Linked DNA regions of Astyanax mexicanus: region 2 is linked to region 1. The links are chromatin contacts, called in public Hi-C maps. All regions are on one chromosome and are shown on one strand. Each heading gives the region's core, a stretch centred on a gene start, on an enhancer-like site or on the middle of the called end of the contact. The rest is flanking DNA. Distances are from core to core; before and after follow the strand shown. Region 1 holds the start of pdcd4b (programmed cell death 4b). Region 2 holds the start of cbx6a (chromobox homolog 6a).

Region 1 (6,438 bases), core at 1,343-3,842:
GAAACAAAAAAAAGGCAAACAAGAGCCAGCAAGAAATTATAAAACATAAAAAAAAACACAGCTCTTCAGATCATGTTAAACTAATAATCACTGCAGGTTTTTGAGGTGAAGGTTCTGGTACCTTTCTTTGGAAGTCCTCGGCCCTTTCCCAGTCGGGACCTGCGGTCCAGCACTCTGCCCTTGGGGCTTGTGGGCGGGGCGACGGACCTGACGGCGTCCCCGTTGTCGCTGAGCGAGTCTCCCCGGCCCGAGTCTCTGGAGGAGTTCTTGCGGAGACGCCGCTTGGCCTTGGCCTTGAGACGAGCCTCGTGGACGGTACCAGCCGGAGCCAAGATCCAGTTCCCGTTTATTTCATCAAAAATTTTGGTTTGAATGCCGTTCTCCTCATTCCCAGACTGATCAGAGTCGCTCAGGGCAACTTCCTCTGTGTGTAGGAGAGAAGAAGTGTGTTAAAAGAACCATCCTCCTCGATTTAACACCAGATAACATAAAAAATACCTGAAGGATCAGAAATAAAGCAAGAGAATTTGTGACTAAGCTGAGAGCAAGTCATGTGTCACACACACACAGAGAATGAGAATGGAAGGAAGTAACTGATGTATGGCTGCAATTATTAGTCTCAATAAATCAAAATTATCGATTAATTTAGAATTTGCAAAGTACAAATCTCAGTGACTACTAATTGTTCATTTGTAACTGAAGTGCTGGAGAGTTCAATGCAAAGAGAGTTTATTTATTCCAGATGAGTTTGGAGATTTTCTATTGGTCTATTTATCAAGAGATTTTGACAGTGTAAGGCACAGTCTGTGTGCTCAAATTATGACAGACAGAGATTTGCACTAGCCTATAAGAGCTAAACACAAAAATCAACGTACCCACTGGGTTGGAGTTGAGCCAGGCCTCACAGTCAGTTGCCATTATTTGAGCGTGGGTGAGTAATCAGCAGCAGGAGGAGGAGGAGGAACACCACACAACCTGAGAGATTACACAGCATTTATATCAGTAAATAATCAGATTTTTGGCTTCTGCTTAATTTTAGGTTTAACTTCTGAAACCAATACAGATGATCTTGATCAGAGCTGGGAGAAAGAGCTGTCAGTAGTTATACTTGATGATTGGGATGAGGTCTGGGATAAAGCTAGGAAAATCAGTTTCAGTATACCTTATGTTAAAAATAAGTTTGACCCAAAACTCTCTCTCCTTACTGCCCAAATAGTAGGGGGCTATACACAGTGTATCTGGTCATGTTTTAAAATAGAAAAGTATTGATTTCAGTTTTGGGTATTATTTGAAAAATTTGAGTTGATACAGGCCTCAATAGTCTTTCATTCAATTTTAGGTATTCCAAGTATAACACTGAAAAATAAAAATAAGATAAGATTATATAAATATTCTGATTTATTCAGCAAAGAAGAATCTCTTACAGTCTAGGATTAGTGATGAGGTTCCCCCTGTTAAAAATTGGGATAAAATTGTGTATAGAGAGTGTATAGCTATGGAGTTTCTGATTGTATATTATATTCATCAACAGATTTATTTAACCAAATATGATAACTGATCATCTTCAATTTTTCAATAATTGTGATTGTATGCAGATAAATCTTCTATAAGATTATTTTACATATTTTGGATAGTCTGATTTGTATTTATTCTCTTTTTACTGGGATTGTTTATAAGTGTGTGTAACTTCAGTAATGTGGTGGATATCTCTTTTTTAATATTTTATAAATGAGTTTGTTTGTTGCTAGTTTGTCTGTTGATGCAAGTTTAAAATTGAAATAAACATATTACAAATAGCAATCACTTTAGTTAGTGAGTTAGTGTATATTTAAGGTAGGTAAATATTTATTTAGTTTGTTAGGGAGGTAAAGCTGGTTTCTGATTAACATTACCATCATTCCACCTTAAGCAGCGCAGTGGTACTGCAGGGCTGTTTAAGGTGGAATAGGGAAATTCCAGTACGAAGCCAAACAGAGCACAGTTAAATTAAATATCCAGGTTAAAGCAAAAACACATTTATCGCGGGAATTTCAGTGTTATATAGAAATAAAGACCAGCTAGCTAGTGTTAGATTAACGTTATAAAAACAGGATTCATTAATTTACTGCTGCTGTTAGCTCTCACATTAACGTCAATCTACCGTAGGTTATAACTCTATATGAATGAATGTAGGGTAACGTTAGCTATTTTAGCGCTAACTAGGTAAGATTAGAACCTAATAAATTGGGTTTAAGTCTGAACTACAGTCAGAAAATGCAGGAGAACTCAGTATAATCGTGTTAATTTATGGTATAAAACTGAATAAACGCTGCAGTTGAGTTAAAGGGTCAGCCCACAGCCTCCACAACATAAACAAACCCCCGCTGCACCAAAATAAAGCATTTATTCACAGAAATAAACACCCGAGCGCGATTACAGACACACTTTAAGATATAAAAACACACAAAACCCGCAATTAAACAATAAAAAGCGGAATAAATCACTTACAGTCTCCGGCCTGTTCGCTTTTTAAGTTATAACGCAGATCTGTGTCTCGGCTTTGTTCTCTACCCAGCAACACGGCCGCGTCCAGCTCTCCCTTCTGCTTTCTGATTGGCCCGGTTATTTAAGGTTGGGAGGCGAGCCCTCTGATTGGCCGCATTGTTGGAGGTTGAGCCGCAAATCCACCAATGAGAACACGGCGTGAGAAAATCGTTCTGGTGTTTTCTATGAGGACATGTCCGGGCAGGCCCCGCCCCCTGGCGGTGGAGCTGGGTACTGAATGGGCCCTTTTCACAGAGCTTGATGACGTGTTTCCGGTTTGGTTTAGCAGGGTAAACACAGCGGCGCTAGAATGGAGTTCACTGCTGTCTCTGCACAAACTTCTATTGATTTCTTTCTCCGACATCTCACTGATTATAGATGAGGTATCAGTAGCGAAAATATCGAAGGTTGAAAAGGATTACAAGCTTTTTGTCGAGGAATACATCTTTAATTTTGAGGGTAAGTAGTTATTTTTATACAAGTTAGCGAGGCTTCCAATTCAGTTAGGTTAGCTACCGCTAACTAGCGAGCTTGCTAACTTAGATAGACAACAGTACGTCAAGTAATGCTAAGTAGCTGTTTAGTTAATGTTTTCTTTTCTGTTTTAACCATTACTGTAGCTACTGCCCAGGATCTGATGTGCTTATTTAAGGCTTTGAGTTGGATAGAAGACAGAACTGTTTTTCCCTTGTATATACAGTTTCAAACACAGTGCAGGTGGTTTAGGAAAGTTAATCGACAGGGAGAAAAAAAATATATTAAACCACATTTAACCCTAGTTATCTTGTACGTAGGTGAAACAGTTCAGGTAAGCCTAAGATGATTCTATGTGTTGCTAGCTTCCCACTAGGTAGGTTAAGCCAGTGGCCAAAGTTAGTCGTCTGTAGTGAAGCAGATATACCAACCACTTAGAATGTAGAATGTGAAGGTCAAGTGTTAATTTGTCCATCATATTAAATTTTTGCTTGGTTTTTAGGAGGTTAACTTATTCAGGTAGATTGTTTAGGGTCAGCCAAGAGGTTAAAGATGTAGTAGTAATTGTGAATGGCTTAAATATAGATATGAACATTTGGTGCTTTTTGTACCGTTTAAAAAATGTTTCTCAGAGCTGACAGTATGTCTGTGCTTTGCATTACAGGTGACTTCATACCACCCAGATCCTGTGGAGGTAATAAAGACATCGTGCAAGTGTTGCGGGGAAGGCCTTTTCCAATCATACTATTGCTCTGCTTTATCAGATTGCCCATTAAAGCACCATGGGCTTTAAAACAGTCTCTCTCCCAGCAGCATGTTCTGTTATAGTTTGTTTTTTGTGGAAATATGGAATTTTCTAAATAAACTTGTATTCTTTGCTTGAATTGTCTTTTTATGTAGCGCAGAGCCAGCAACAAGCAAGAAAACATTTCAGTTCATTGACATTTTGTTTACTGAATCAATCTATTTGTATTGGGTGTCATGGAACTATTTTACATTTTAATTAACTTTAAAAATCAGGATATTTTGGGTAAACATAACATTTTGGTTGTGCTTCAAAAAATGCATAATTTCTGACAACTAGCTATATTGTTTAAACTGTATATTTAGAATATTGTATTTCCTGCAATGGTATGCCTAGTGAATACAGTCGTAACCAAATCATCTATGACTTTGTCTACAGATAAAACAAATACAAAGCACCTGGGACAAGAGGATTAAAATGTATTTCATTTATTATATTTATAAAACACTCAAATTTAAAAAATCTAAAAATACAAAAAACAAATGAAGCTCACATGGTAAGTTAAAGCTAAAATATTTAGACAGAATTTTGTACTGAGTCAAGGAAAATTGTGTGGAAAAAGTGGAACTCTTCTTTAGTTGAGCAGAAATGGTTAAGCCTAGGTTGGTCTGCAAGCTGTTTTATTTAATTCTCCAGCTCAATCACTTTTTGCTCCAGCTCCCTTATTCGTGCAGCTGCAGCGTCCACTTTGCCTGCAACAAAAGGGGGGAAAAAATACATTAGCTTAGTTTTATATTGACAGATAATCTGACAAAATTTAAGTCAAACTCTGAATTGACCTATATTGTACACCAATTACTAATTAGGTAAACTGGTATATTTTACTGTGCTATGTTTAGCTAACAAATACTGGTATTCTTTGGTATAATACATAAACCATACTTGTGCTTGGAAAGTTTTTAAACAACAAATGATATCTCGGACACAAGTCAGTAATTCAGGTAAACATGCCAAATTGACCCTTTATTTAGGTAAATATTGAATATTTAGCCTTTATTTAGGCAAGTTAGACTTCAAATAAGTATTTCAATTTTAAACTTTATTCAGGTACGAATTGTAGGTGTAGACTTTATTCAGGTAAGTATTGCATATTAAGACTTTATTTAAATAAGTATAGCATATTTAGACTTTATTCAGGTATTAATTGTAAGTTTAAACTTTATTCAAGTAAATATTGCATATTAAGACTTAATCCAAATAATTATATCTTATTAAGACTTTATTCAGTTATGAATTGTAAGTTTATACGGTTATTCAGTATATATTGTATCTCCAATGTTATTTTGGTAGGTATCCTGTCTTGAGACTATTACTCAGGTAATTATTAATTATTCAAATGGATATTTAGGTAGCTGGCTTGTGTATTTATTGTGTAAATGGATATAAGAGTTGTAAAATTACTCACCAGGAGACGGTGGACGGCAGTAATCGTGCTTGGCTCGGTTAGCATAGCTTCAGGTCCTCCTCGTCTCTCTGTCCCATGGCAGCTTCAGTGTTCAAACCGAGACGAGTACTTGCCCTCTCGTAGGGTGTCAGGCGGTTTTCATATCGACTCCCAAAATTATTCCAGGCGAATCGTGGTGAAACTGATTCCTGGCTCTGTTCCCTCCCGCTTTGACATATAGCTCATCCGGCCTGAAGTGCTGGCTACACGCATATGTACTGCCGCGCAGAACCGTAAATGTGGCATTTTCCTCTCTCCTAATTGCTCTTATCTATTTACCGCGTAAACGTGTGACATTTGGAAAGTCGTGGAAACTCAGGTTTGGTTGTTTGCGTTTGCTATTTGAGCAGAAAGGCTCGCTGCAGTAGCATTTCCTATGCTGCTCCATTTCGTCTATACGTTCTACACGCGTTGTTTACCCTGCTATTTTTTACTTCCGCATTCCAAACCCGGAAATGTGAAAAGGGCCCATCACAGAGGAGCAGCGTTACGTAACCGCTGCTGTGAACGAGTCCTTCATGAATCAATGAACCAATGAATCAATGAACCGATTCAACTGAACCAAACTTTTTTTGTTTATATTATAAATTATAAAAAGATTCACAGTACAATAATTATTCCACCAAATATTGATTTCTGGACTCTTAAAACTTTATGAATATGAACTTGTTTTCTTTGTATTATTTGAGGTCTGAAAGCTCTGCATCTTTTTTGTAATTTTAGCCATTTCTCATTTCAATAATAGTTGAAAATAACAATTTCCAATATCAACTTATGCATTTGCCCACTGTCAGAAAGCCTTCGCATCATTTCTTTAAACTTAATTTTCAAGATTTTATTTTAATTTGATGCTGCTGCATCCTGTGGTGTTTATAATTATTATTAAAACATTAAGACATTACCCCAAATATTAATGATGTTTGTACATACAATATTGTGTATAGACCTTATTCAAATCAACTTTTCTTCAACAATTTAAATATCATTAATATGGTTGTATTTGTCTTTTTTCACACACTGAAACAGAAAAAAGCTCAGGTTTCTCAAAACTGTTTATTGAAATATTTGCATTAAAACATCCCACAAAATATTTAAAGAAACTTCACAGATCTCAAAAGTGGGACAGCGATATTATTATTAATATACAAAAAAACACATTCTGCTGCTGTAATCTACTGCAATAACACACACT
Region 2 (6,949 bases), core at 3,911-6,410, 350 kb before region 1:
AGAAGCGTCGCTTTCAGAGCCGCTCGAGCTGGAGGGCGAGGGAGGTGACTGGTACGGAAATTTGGTGGCCTTTCTCGGACGACCTGGACCACAGCCTCCACCCCTGCCCCTCGTTCCAGAGGTAGATCCTGCTCTTCTATTGGGCTGAGCTGAAACCGGCGGGAAGGGCTGAAGCCCGAACGGTTGGCCGTACATCGGGAACCCCAGCATTTTCATCGGAGGCTGGAAGGGCCTGTAGGGCATGTCGCCCTGCTTCTTCCCGATAATGCGATTCCGGGATGGGATCTGCGCCCGTCCCTGATGCGACTGCGTCGGCCCCCTGTTGGCTGCCCTGCCGCCACACTTGTCGATAACCTTCAGATTGAGGATGATGCGACCCCGCTTGACCTCTCGCGGCTTCACCCTGCGGTTTAGGATGCGCACAGTCTCAGAGAATGGAGAGATCGGTGGCCGGAAGGAAAAGGAGGAGCCGTCCGGATCGTACCGGGGCAAAGGTCGTCGGGACATCCGGTGGCAGCGATGGATGTCCTTCTTTAGCTTGTGCGAAGCAGCCAGGGAGTGCAATCTGGGTGTTGGTGCCAGGGAGGAAGAAGAGGATGATGAAGAGGAACGTACAGGATTGACAGGAGGAACGACAGCTGAGGAGGAAGAGGAGGCAGAGGAGGAGGAAGAGCGAGGAGGAGTGTTTCGAGTTTTGGAGACTCGGGGCGACGGTTGAGTTCTCGCCTAGAGAAGGGAAAATGGTTTAAATAAACAGCAAACTAATATTAGGTAATATTATATTTATATACACATATCTCTGCATAGAAAGACAGACTATAAATGTGTTCTATTAGTATTTTTTAGTCCGCACTAATACTTGTTTTTCCTTACTTCACTAAAAGTGGTTGTCTTCATGCTCTACTTGCTCTGTAGAACTAGGTTCTATGGCCCACTGGCACCAAAAGCAATGACATGGATGAATTGATGGTTCTGCCTAAAAGACTTGTTTTTGCAGGGATGAATGTAAACTGAGCATAAATCAATTTACACTTAATTTAGGTTTAATTGTGCTTAACCGTTGCTGCCTGGAATGGCTTAGAAGTCGCTTAGATTGGCATTAAAAATTAAGCCTTTCCTGCAAAACAACATTAAAATAGAATAGTAAGACATGGTAACCATGTTTGCATCTTCCGAGCTGCGCCCCTGATATGGTTTTAAATAAGAATAAAGAATATTTGTTTGTAGTTTTATCATTTTTAACAGATTTTAAAATATATTTAACATATATTATATATTTTACTGTTGTGGAATTGTCCAGATGTTCCCTCACTCAACATGTGGCTCACACAGGTATTAAAGCTTCTTCCACTGGAAAAAAAACTTTTGAAATCCACAAAAACAGAACATTAGTCTGAAAAATACTCCACAATTTGTGTTTTTTTTTCTTTTTGTGTACTGCACTTTTATTCTACCGTTTTATTTTTTATTCTTTATCTTCTATTTATGTCAATTCATATAGTCTGATCGAGATTTAATATCAGAAGGTATTCAAAATAAATTGACTCTGGGGTAGAAAAAATGTGATGTGGACAAATCAAAGAGGAGCTCAGACCTTGAGGAGGAGGTTTTTTGGTTTGGGTCCTCGTTTCTTTGGGCCGTAGAGCTCCTGCTCTCGCTCCCTGTAAGGAGAAGAAAAGAAGCATTAGGAGGTAAAGTGACGTCACTGTAGAATCATGTCCAAAGTTAGGACTGATAAAGACGACTGGAACTGTTTGAGTAATTCACATCCTGTGGAAAAAACGAGGGATGCCTTTTACTTCATGGTACCAAAAAAAAAAGTTTAAATGTGCCAAAACTCATGGGACAGCAGTAGGATAACTTCAGCGGTGATGGCTTGGGAAAGACCAAACCTGTTATTGTGTGTATGAAGCAAAGAATCTACAGAAGTGTTTCAACTCTGCAAATGGACCAAAAAATCAGCTGATCCTCCTATTATATACATTTTTGGAATGTGTTTCAGGCCTGAAATGCAGTGGCTGCATGTTAATGAAATGGCATTGAGATTATACTGTGTGCAACACTGTAAAAAAAACATTTTTCATTTTCTTTTTTTTTTATTGTTCAAACTTTTTCCTACAAATAAATATGGATCTTAGGAATATATATCTGGGATCAGGTTTTGCCTTTCAGTTTCTAATGTAATTACATGAGAATTACAGCAGGAGCTAAAAGCACATTACTGTTTAACTTTAAAAACCTTTTTTACACAGATCCAGACCAGCTCTAGTGAACTGAACCTACTTCTTCTCGAAGGCGGAGATGAGCCGATCATCCAGGATGTTTTCCTCTGGTTCCCACGTGCTGTGCCTGCACAAAGATATTAAACATATGAATAAATATTTACATAAAACTAATAAAAATAACATTTATTTCGTTGTTGTTTAGTGAAATATTCTGCTGTGCTGCCTCCCTCAGATTTGCTTGTTTGACAATATGGAGACAATATGTATATTTTATATATATATATATATATATATATATATATATATATATATATATATATATATATATATATATATTAAATACAATTAATATATCACATAAAATAAATATGCTACTAGATTTGTGATTCGCGTGACCTAGGGGAATCAGATAGCAGAAGGTGGAGGTGCACAAGCTTGCTGCAGTTGTTGATTATGCTACTATTTGTGCATAAGCAACAAGAACAACAACAAAAAAAACTTTAAAAATGAAAAAAGAAGTAATTACATTTTTAGGACTGTTTTGATTGGCTGCTAATAAAGTCAATTCAAAGTTTACACTACTAAATTATGTCAAACTAGAGTTAAAAAATGGAATTTTGTGACTGAAGTCAGATGCAATTTGAAGCTAAAAGTCGATTCTCAACTCATCCTACACAACTCGACTTTCACATTTAATTTTTCAATTTAGATAAATGCTGTAAATAAAAACTTAGTTTATCAGGTTTAGATAAGGGGATTAATGTGGAGGAATAACACTTTTTAACTGTTTACTACGTAATTCCATATGTCATATCCATATCTCTTTAATATTAATCTACAATGTAGAAAATACATTAAATAAAGAAATAAAGGAAAACACTGCATGCGATACTGTCTATATTTTGTGTGGTAAAACCCATGAATCTCACTTCAATCTGATCAGTGTCTCTTTAATTACAACTTAATAACACACTTACTTCAGTGCCCATCCTTTCCACTTAACCAGATACTCGATGTTACTCTGCAACACAGAGAACAGCATAAAATTAATGGTGCAATAAACGATGAACAAAATTAACATTTAAATGTACTTTTTAACACAATATCCAAAGACATAATATACACATTATAAATGTTATTAATATTATTACTTATAAACAATATGAAATTTTTAAAATGGTCCATTTGTCTCATTTTTGCTGATAACTGTCCAAAGTTTTTCTTTAATTTTAAACCATGATCTGTTTAAAAACACTTTTACTTGTATTATTTAGATTTAATCATACAAACGATCAACCAAACCATTTCAGATTCAGTGAGGCCTTCTTTACAAATTTCATATTTTACTGCTTTTAGATCATAGGTGATTGTTATTTTATCATTCATTGGAATAATCCCTTTAAACTGCAACATTCAAACAAAAAAATATCCAATGTTTCTAATTGTGCACAGTTTGGTACATAGAGTAAATAGAGTGCTATTTATTTTATAGTTTTATTTTATGAGGTTTCTTTTATAGGGAGTTTTTCATTTCATCCCTGTCCAATAAAAAACATCTCCAAATATATCTCCAAAACAGTAACTTTATAGGAAAGAGATAAAACCTTCCTAACTTTAAATGAAAGCCAAAGTAAAAATAGTTTTTCAGGCAATTTTGTGGAACTTCTATTGGTCTGTTCATCAATACATTTTGGTGACTGCTAGGTTTTATAGGTTTATGTTTGAGTAAAATGAACAATGTTGTTTTATTCTATAAACTACAGACAACATTTCTCCCAAATCCCAAATAAAAATATTGTCATTTAGAGCATTTATTTACAGAAAATGAGAAAAAGCTGAAATAACAAAACTATGCACAGCTTTCAGACCTCAAATAATGCAAAGAAAACAAGTTCATATTCATAAAGTTTTAAGAGCACCAATATTTGGTGGAATAACCCTGGTTTTTAATCACAGTTTTTTTTTCATGCATCTTGGCATCATGTTCTCCTCCACCAGTCTTACACACTGCTTTTGGATAACTTTATGCTGCTTTACTCCTGGTGCAAAACATTTAAGCAATTTAGTTTGGTTTAATGGCTTGTGATCATCCATATTCCTCTTAATTATATTCCAGAGTTTTTCTTCCCCCTTAACATTTTTAAGGGATCTCTTGTTTTTTGTTCAGAGCTGTATATATAGATATAAATATCCTACAGGCTCAAGACACACAGTGACTCGAATCGTTGCTCTGCATTTGCTTTTTGCAGCATGCAACATTTTGCATTGCACGAGACGAGCGAGTAGGCATGCATGCAATGCACACAAATAACGTTACTGCATATCCTGCATCGTGCAGTAAAAAGCATGCACACGTAACTCTACGGTAATGCAGACATGGCTGCGTGCCCCCCGCCGCCTGCAGTGTGTTTTTATCGGTGCAACAAACAGCGTGCACTATTCTGCACAAGCGAAGCCTCGTGCTTCCTCGCGCCCTCGGGCTTTTTGTCTGCACGGGTAAATATGGAGGGCTTTAGTGGTGGTTTAGCTTAGAGTAGGCCTCCCTCCTCCCCTCCCGCAGCGCGAGCCGCGAGCCCCGGCCCCCGGCCCCCAGACCCTCCGCCCGCCCTCCGTTTACCGCCGCCGCGCGCGCGGTCTCGGCGCCCCGCGAGCATCAAAAAGGCCGCCTTACTTTCCGCACACGGCGCTTCAGGATGGCTTCAGCAGCGAACACGCGCTCCCCCATGCCCGACAGCTCCATCGCTTCTCCGGATCCCGGGCCCTCCGAGCCCGCCCTACTATCGCCTCCCCGCCGCCGCCACAAGCTCCCGCAGCTCCACCGGCCTCCGCGAGCTCCGTCTAGCCGCCCGAGGCTCCGCCCGCGCCGGGAAACGTCTCTGACAGCGGCGGCAGCAGCTAAACAGCCCGGCTGCCGATCACTGACTCGTCTGCGAATCGTTTAAATGAACCGATTCTTCTTCTTCGTAGCGATTCGAACGACTCGATTCGTAGTTTTTTTATCATCTTTTTTATATACATTTTTTTATACAACATAATGAAATAGACACAATATATTAGGTCAAATTCATTAATTCACAAATATATCTAAACATAAACAAACTAAAACCTAAACAAACAAACGGAAAAAATAAAAGTAGGAAAGTATTACCCTAGAAAACATGCAGCTTTTAGGTGTGATGTTACGCTAATTAGCTAATTAGTTGTTGATGCTCATCAAGCTACAGATTGTGTACTAACGGAATAAATTCATGACCATTATTACCCTTTACAAGAGTGGTCGACCAATAAAAACCATGCCAAGAGCAAGGCGCCTACACTCTGCAAGCTCACAAAGGACCCCTGAGTAACTTCTAAACAACTAAAGGCCTCTTTTACATTTGCTATTGTTCATGTTCATAAATCCAATAACAACAGAGCTCTGAACAACAATGGTGCGCATGGCAGGTTTACAGGGAGGAAGCCGCCGTGCTACAAAAGAACATTGCTGCCTGTCTCTAGTTTACTAACGGTCACATGAACGAGCCAGATGGACAGATGAGACCAAAATAGATCTTTTGTTGTTAAGTGTTTGGAGAAAGGGAAAACCTGCATTCCAGCAAAAACCTTATCCCATCTGTAACACTTGGTGGTGGTAGCATTATGATTTGGATCTATTTGGGCCAGGACCGCTTGCCAACATTAATGGGACAATGAAATCTGAATTATACCAACAAATTCTAAAGAAAAATGTTAGATAATTTGTCCTTAGGCTGAATCTGATTAGAACGTGGGTCATGCAGCAAGACAACGACCCTAAGCACACAAATGGTTTTACTAAAGAATAGTTAAAGAAGAAGTTAATGTTTTGGAAATAAAGGTCATTACCATAAATAACAAAAAATAATCTATCTATCTATTATTTTGGTTAAAATATAGGAATAAAAGTTCAAAATAATTTTGTTTCATTACATACTTTGAGTCACTAAATACTTTATTGTAACACTCCTTTTTGAATTCTTTCACATTTGCTATTTAGTGTTTATGTGCATATTATAAGCTATCTCATCCTGATTTTTTTTCACTATTTAAACTAATAAAAGTATTCAAATATATAATGGTAGAAACATAATAAAACAATATTTTTAAATTCATTTGCACTTTTTTTATTTTCATCAGTGTTTACCTGCGAGTCATTGAATCACTGAGTCGAACGCAACTTTCCGAAGCAGTGAATGAATCGAACCGAGTGAATCGAACTGAATCATCACTCGCCCGGGAGAGAAGAGAGAGGAGTCACGTGGTACAGAGCCATCTCAACCAGACCGCCCCTCACCTCCGTTTCCTAAGCAACGGTGGACGAATTCCAAATACAAATACATCAGTGTATTTAATTACTTCATAATTACAATTATTACACCTAAATAAATAAATAAATAATATACTAAAACTGCGCTTACACTGTGTGTGAGCTGAGTACAGTAAAAACAAAAATAACGTAAAAAAAACAACATTTATTGGAAAATATATGAGAATGAAATTTTTTAACTAGATATTTTTATGTAACACGTATTATATTTGTGTGGAATTATTGTATGTGTAGACATTTCATATTTTTATTTATGTATTTATTTACTTTTTATTTAAAAAGCGATCATGTTCTTGCTTTGACTGAGACCTTTATTTTGTAAATGAATTAAAACAAATGGTAGTGTAAAAAAAATCTTAGAATAACTACTGTTTTAAAA

Evidence for each region. A called contact is a pair of places that touch in the nucleus more often than the background predicts.
Region 2: a Hi-C map of muscle shows a contact between it and region 1, with 15 times the contacts expected there. The contact joins the promoter of cbx6a here to the promoter of pdcd4b in region 1. A contact is called at or near these places in 2 of 3 Hi-C or Micro-C datasets (blood and muscle).

Annotation. Positions count from the first base shown.
Region 1 is chr23:22,176,811-22,183,248 of AstMex3_surface, reverse strand. It overlaps pdcd4b (programmed cell death 4b), which reads right to left and starts at 2,592. Exons shown (of 12, transcript XM_007257606.3): 1 at 2,488-2,592; 2 at 876-975; 3 at 122-424. The coding sequence starts at 918. LOC111193166 (a long non-coding RNA gene) reads left to right here and starts at 2,766. Exons shown (of 2, transcript XR_002650295.2): 1 at 2,766-2,982; 2 at 3,662-3,875. It overlaps rbm20 (RNA binding motif protein 20), which reads right to left. Exons shown (of 15, transcript XM_049471100.1): 15 at 6,281-6,438. LOC111193164 (a long non-coding RNA gene) reads right to left here and starts at 5,716. Exons shown (of 2, transcript XR_002650294.2): 1 at 5,208-5,716; 2 at 4,215-4,494.
Region 2 is chr23:22,528,371-22,535,319 of AstMex3_surface, reverse strand. cbx6a (chromobox homolog 6a) reads right to left here and starts at 5,160. Exons shown (of 5, transcript XM_007257616.4): 1 at 4,897-5,160; 2 at 3,203-3,246; 3 at 2,284-2,349; 4 at 1,595-1,661; 5 at 1-726. The coding sequence starts at 4,965.